Linked DNA regions of Macaca fascicularis: region 2 is linked to region 1. The links are chromatin contacts, called in public Hi-C maps. All regions are on one chromosome and are shown on one strand. Each heading gives the region's core, a stretch centred on a gene start, on an enhancer-like site or on the middle of the called end of the contact. The rest is flanking DNA. Distances are from core to core; before and after follow the strand shown. Region 1 holds the start of TBL1XR1 (TBL1X/Y related 1). Region 2 has its middle 160 kb from the start of TBL1XR1.

The links. A called contact is a pair of places that touch in the nucleus more often than the background predicts.
Region 2: a Hi-C map of liver shows a contact between it and region 1, with 4 times the contacts expected there. The contact joins the enhancer-like site here to the promoter of TBL1XR1 in region 1. A contact is called at or near these places in 2 of 2 Hi-C or Micro-C datasets (liver and skeletal muscle).

Annotation. Positions count from the first base shown.
Region 1 is chr2:88,921,811-88,924,508 of T2T-MFA8v1.1, reverse strand. It overlaps TBL1XR1 (TBL1X/Y related 1), which reads left to right and starts at 1,320. Exons shown (of 14, transcript XM_045386615.3): 1 at 1,320-1,801.
Region 2 is chr2:89,081,124-89,083,821 of T2T-MFA8v1.1, reverse strand. No RefSeq gene overlaps it. Among named protein-coding and RNA genes, the nearest start is that of TBL1XR1, 160 kb to the right of the region's middle. Within about 2 kb of position 1,356, at least 6 of the 6 cell types and tissues checked have an H3K27ac peak or open chromatin away from gene starts, as enhancers often do. A contact at or near this core is called in liver, where this site is marked.

The DNA of each region.
Region 1 (2,698 bases), core at 71-2,570:
CACACTGGTGCAAGTTACAAGTAGTGTGTGTGTGTGTGTGTGTGTGTGTGTCGCAAAACTTTAGGCTTCTGATACTGAGAGGAAATGATAGTCGCTTTAAAGTGATCGCTACATCTATTTTCAAATATTGTGATGAGAGCAGGAAAACAGTACCCTTCACCTTTAAGAAAAAGCTGCAAATATTATTTTGCTTTGAAGGCAGTAATAACCGAAATAACAAAAAGGTTTCAAGTCGTATCTTAATTAAAAGGGTGGCTGCTTCTCCAGTCCTGAGCTTATACAGAGCTCTAAGAAGCGCCCCACCCCATCTTTCTTAAAGTCTTAGAAAGATTACCACCCCATTTGCTTTAAAACCTGAAGTGCCTCCCTTCTTTAAAAACGACCCCCCTCAATCATACTGCCCACATTATCACTTATCAAAGGTACACTTTATAAACAGCCTTGCTGTGCTTCACACATGCAAAAAGTATACAAAGTGGGTAAACTTCTACTGTGGATGCCACCGTGGAGGTATATGTTTAGTAAACATTTAGTTACATTATTTTATTTTTGTGAAATAAGAACTGATCGACCAAACCTTTCAAACAGACCCACCAGATGATAAATACCACCATATGCTTGATTCACAGTACATTTGGGCATAAACACTTCAATTACAGCTTTGTGTTTAGTATCAAAAATCCTTTCTTGTGTGCGTGTTTTCTCTCCAGATCCCGTGCTCTGGATCACATTTTGAAAGTCGCTTAATACAGATAAAGCACCTTTCCAGGTACGCTTCCGAGAACCATATGTATTTACGCACACAAAGGTGTGCACAGAGATTTTCACAAACAAATGTCCATATGATGCCGCGCCGCGCTCCCGCACATGCCCGCCGCGTGTGCGCCCAGCCCCCAGCGCCGCCGGGCCGCCCCCCGGACACGCGGAAGCCCGCGGCCTCCTTGGGAAACTTCGCCAGCGGCTCCACCCCGGCCACCGCGCGGGCCTCCCCGCCCCCACCCGTCTCGGGCCCAGCGGCCCACACCCGAGCACACTCAGGCCAGCCCGCGGCGGTGGGGGCGGGGCGGGCGGCCCGGGGCCCCGAGGCGCCTGTGAGTGCCCGCGGGGCTCGCCTGATTTTTAAAAAGAATGCGCCGCACAGCCCAGCCCCCAGCGCCGCCGGAGTGGGCCGGGAGGGAGAGGAGCGCGGCCGCTGGAGTCCCCCCCGCCGCGCCGCCGCCGCCACCGCCTCCCCGCGTCCGCGGCGCCCCTCCCCCGCCGGCCCCTCCCCCGCGCGCCCGCCCGCTCGCCCGCCCGCCCGGCGCAGGCCGCTCGGGTTTGTTTTGCTGCGCGGCCGCCGCCGCCGCCGCCGCCGCCGCGGGCCTCGCGAGCTCATTTGTGCCTGGCTGGTCCCCATTCCTCTCTCCCTAGTGTTGAGTGTCTGAGCCGTTGGCTGCTCCGAACCGTTTGGCTCTTTCCCTTAGTAACAGCTTTTACCTTCTGCCTCAATTCCTCTCCCCGCTCGCGCCCTTCCCCCGCGCGCCGCCTCCCCCCGCCGCCGGCCGCGTGCGCCCCCGCCCCTCCCCCAGCGGCGGGAGCACCTCCGCTCGCCACCTGGGGACCCGCGCCGCGCTCCCCGCCCCCGCCCTCCCGGCGCCCATCCCCCGCGCCCTCCGCTCGCTGGGGTTATAATTGCCTCTCACCCCCCGGAGGGGTTATTTTGGGGGTGGTTGGAGGCGGTGGCGGCGGCGGCGAGGAGGGGAATTTCCTAGTGCCTCCATTCCCGGGAGGGGGGAGCGGCGTTGGAGGCCACCGTTTCCAGGTAAGCGCTGGGGGCCGGACCCCGGAGTGGGGGCGGTCGCGGGCCTGGGCGGGGGGCGCGGGCCAGAGGCGGCCGGGGGCGCTGGGCCGCGGGGGATGGGCGCGAGTGGAACATGCATTTTTCAACTTGGCCCTTGGGGGAACTGGGCTTGCGTGGGGGGAGGGAAGGCAGGGAGGGCACTTGGGGCGCCCCCATCCCCCCGTTTTCCTCTCTCAGGTTTCTTTGAAATGCTCACGTGCCTGCCCACCCCCTACCCTTTCCTGGTCTCGGGGGATCCTCACCCTAATTATGTTGTCCCCGAAAATGTGCACCTCGGCCTTCTCCCCCTCTTTCTCCCTTCGTGCATTTACACCCCCTTTTTGTGCGTGTGTGTATGAGGGGGGGGGAGGCTTTTAGGAAAGGATTTGCAGCAAATTGAATCAAGGAGCCATCATGAGGCCGACTCCTTTATAGCCTATTTTTAGCAGAGGAGAAGGAGCTTTTCGGTGTATGCTATTTTGTGAAACCTCGGGCGGCAATGGAAATCTCCCCTCCCCAGGCGCGTCCCCGGCCCGGGCGCGGCGACCCCGGCCGGCGTGCTAGGGGCTGCGGGCGGCTGTTGGGGCCGCGCGTCCGGGGCGGGGGCGCCGGCCGGGGGAGGGGCGCGCGGCAGCCAGGCCTTGCTCCGGGACGTGTTTATTTGTAACTTAGTGCTTTCTATCGTCTTAAGGAGGTATTTGGTGGAGATTCTTTGAAGTTGGGTTCAGGAGTGTAGAATTGGCAAAGTTATTGTCAGCTTCCTGGTAAGTTTTGGGTGGCACAGAGTCACGTTATTTTCTGACAGTGTAAAGGCCACGTTGTGAGGGTGGTTTCTCGGTAACTTCCTCTTTGCAACCGATTTAATTTTTTGAACAGAAG
Region 2 (2,698 bases), core at 107-2,606, 160 kb before region 1:
TCCGTTGCCCGCTGCGGAAGCTCAGAACCCAAAGCAAAGTGGCCCATGTCCTTCCCTAGCAAGGATCCCTATATTAGCCAGTTGTGTCTGGGAGAGGCTGAGGCAAAGACCAGAGGATCTGCTGGGCTAAAAACCGGAAGTGCTTAGAGACTGACGAGCTGCTTCATCTTGAGAACCAAAGAGACAGACTGGCAGGTTTGCATGCTCCTCTCTGAGCTGAAGGAAACCCCCTAGGTAAATAGTTCTCAGTTGGAAGCGAGTGCCCCCACCCTTCCCCACTTCAGCAGCTTCAGCCTCCAGACTCAACACATGCTGGACCATCTTGGAGGTCTGGTGCTCCAGGCCTCCCCAGCTGCCTGCACCTCCGAAAGGGGAAATGGGGGTGGGGTGGGAGGGCCAGGCCTGGGGAAGTGATTTTAGAAGTGCAAGTCTGGTGGGAGAGTTTTTCCTTCAGACCATCTGGAGGGAAGCAGTCATAATCTACTACAAGTTCTCCCGAAATGATCAAGTACACATAGGGAAATTGGTACATTGTTGAAAAACATGTCTGCTTTGCTTCCTTCTGGGGAGCTCTAAAGACTTGTATCAGTCAGAGATGACTCCCTGCTTGAGGTACACAGAGATTAAGATGAGGCCAAAGAACAGCTCTCTCGCCTTGTAATTCTCCAGGTAGCCAGTTTTCAGCTGGCTGCCATTTTTTGCAATTTAAGATGCTAAGAGAATTTAAATGACATCAGCCCTGTGTGTGTAAAGAAGGAAATAGCCTGCATAGCTAAACAGAAAAGGTACCATGTTGTATGAGCCTTTCACGTTTTTTAAGCTGGGGGGTGTGTGTGGGTGGGGGGTGTTTGTGTGTGTGTAGAACAAAAGTACAGTTGTCTATACAATTAGTTATTTAAGCTATTTCAAGTACCATTACAGCAAGGGGGAGGGGAGGGAACATCTAAAATACATTAAATTATTTTTAAAAACTCGTTCTAGAAAAAAGGAAATGCCAGAGTAGTAAGATAAGGAGTCTTAATTAGCAACAAATTCATCTATTTCCTTCCTCCAAAACTGAGACAGTCTTCTAAGGCAATTTGCTTGGAGAGCAGTTTTGCGCCATAAATCTGGGACATGTTTTTCATGTGTGTTTGTTTGCCCTGTGTGAGGCTTAAGAAAAACACAGCAACCAAACCATCCAGTTCAGCCCTGGAGGGAAAGACCTAGAAGACCTAATCACCCGTGATGGCGATTACATAACAGAGAATCGTGCGCGCGGGCGCGCACGCACACATACACACACACAGACACACACACACACACACACACACACACACACACACACACAGAGAGTCTCAAAAAAGAAAGAAAGAAAACCAGCCTTTGGCTTCCTGTCACAGAAGATGTCTCCTTTTTTTTCCTTTGTGAGGATCACTAAGAATGCTTCTTAAATACCAAGTGGATGTCTTTGGTAGAAATAGAGGTCACTTAAGGATGATTTATAAGTGCAGCCGAAGCCAAAATGAAGCATGTATCGATATCTAAAGTGCATCTGCATTTAGTGCAGCAAAGCTCATAATCTGTTTCTAATTTGTGCCCTGTGGATGCCCTCCCCACTAGGAAAAGGCCTGGCTCTGAGCAGCCGCCCCTCCCCGAGGCCGCCAAGCTCCCAGTTCAGGCCCTTTCTTGGGCAGCCGGAGTGCTCCTCTCTTAGATAATGCCAGGTACTCTGGAAAGTAGCCGTGTAATAATACACAAACCCCTGATGATGTCAGCGTGTTATTGACTTTCCAAGTCTGAATGACTGAGCAGAGGAGCGGGGGTGGGGCGCAATCCATCCGGCAGCGCGGAGACCGGCCAAGCGAAAATGGGCTCGCCAGCCTGGCGGGGGAGGGGCGGCTCGCAGCTGCCGCTGCTGCTTCGAGCTCCGGCTCTGCCGCCGCGGCGTCAGGGTCGTTGCCGCCCAGCCCAGGCGGGGCTTAGGTTCCCGCTCCTCCGATGTTTACGTTTGGTCAAAAACTCCTCAGGCAGAAATAACTAATGCCGCCCCCCGGAAGCTTATACCACGTGGCAGAGTGGGGTCACAAAGCGGGGAGCAGTGGCACGAAGGGGAAGGGGAGAAAGACCTCCCTGTTCCCTCCCCCACCCTGCAGGGGCCTTCCTCTTAGGCTGCAGAGCCAAGGGTCGCTCTCCGTGGTGGAGCTCCCTCTGCAGAAGACCCCCTGGAAAATTGCACCTCAGCAGTGGTGACATTTTATGGGCCATGATTTGCTGCATTTATGGCTCTGGTGGTGCAGGTGCAGAGTCGTAGGCTCCCGTTCTCACCCCGCAAATTGCTCACAGTGCAATCTGTCATCTTCAAGGCTAGGTGTGAACCGGGCAGGGTTGCCCTTAAAATGGAATTGCAGTTAAAGGCCGAGATCTGAAAGGAAGCGCTCCAACCCGGGCGTGGCTTTTCCCACCGGGTCTGGACTTTTCCTTCAGGCCCCGCCGTGCGTGCCCATCGGCTTGGCTGTCGCAGCTTGGGGGGACTGGGCGCCCCGGGCTCTGCCTGCCTGCAGAGCTCCAGTCCTTTCCGTTACAGGCCTGTGGAATCCTCCACCGAACAAGGCCTCGCGCTGGCCTCTGCCCCACCCCACTGCGAGGAGCTGCTCCTCCTCCGAGGCCTGTGGTTTTTCTCCCCGCAGAGTGGGCTTGGTGGCGGCACCGCATGGCG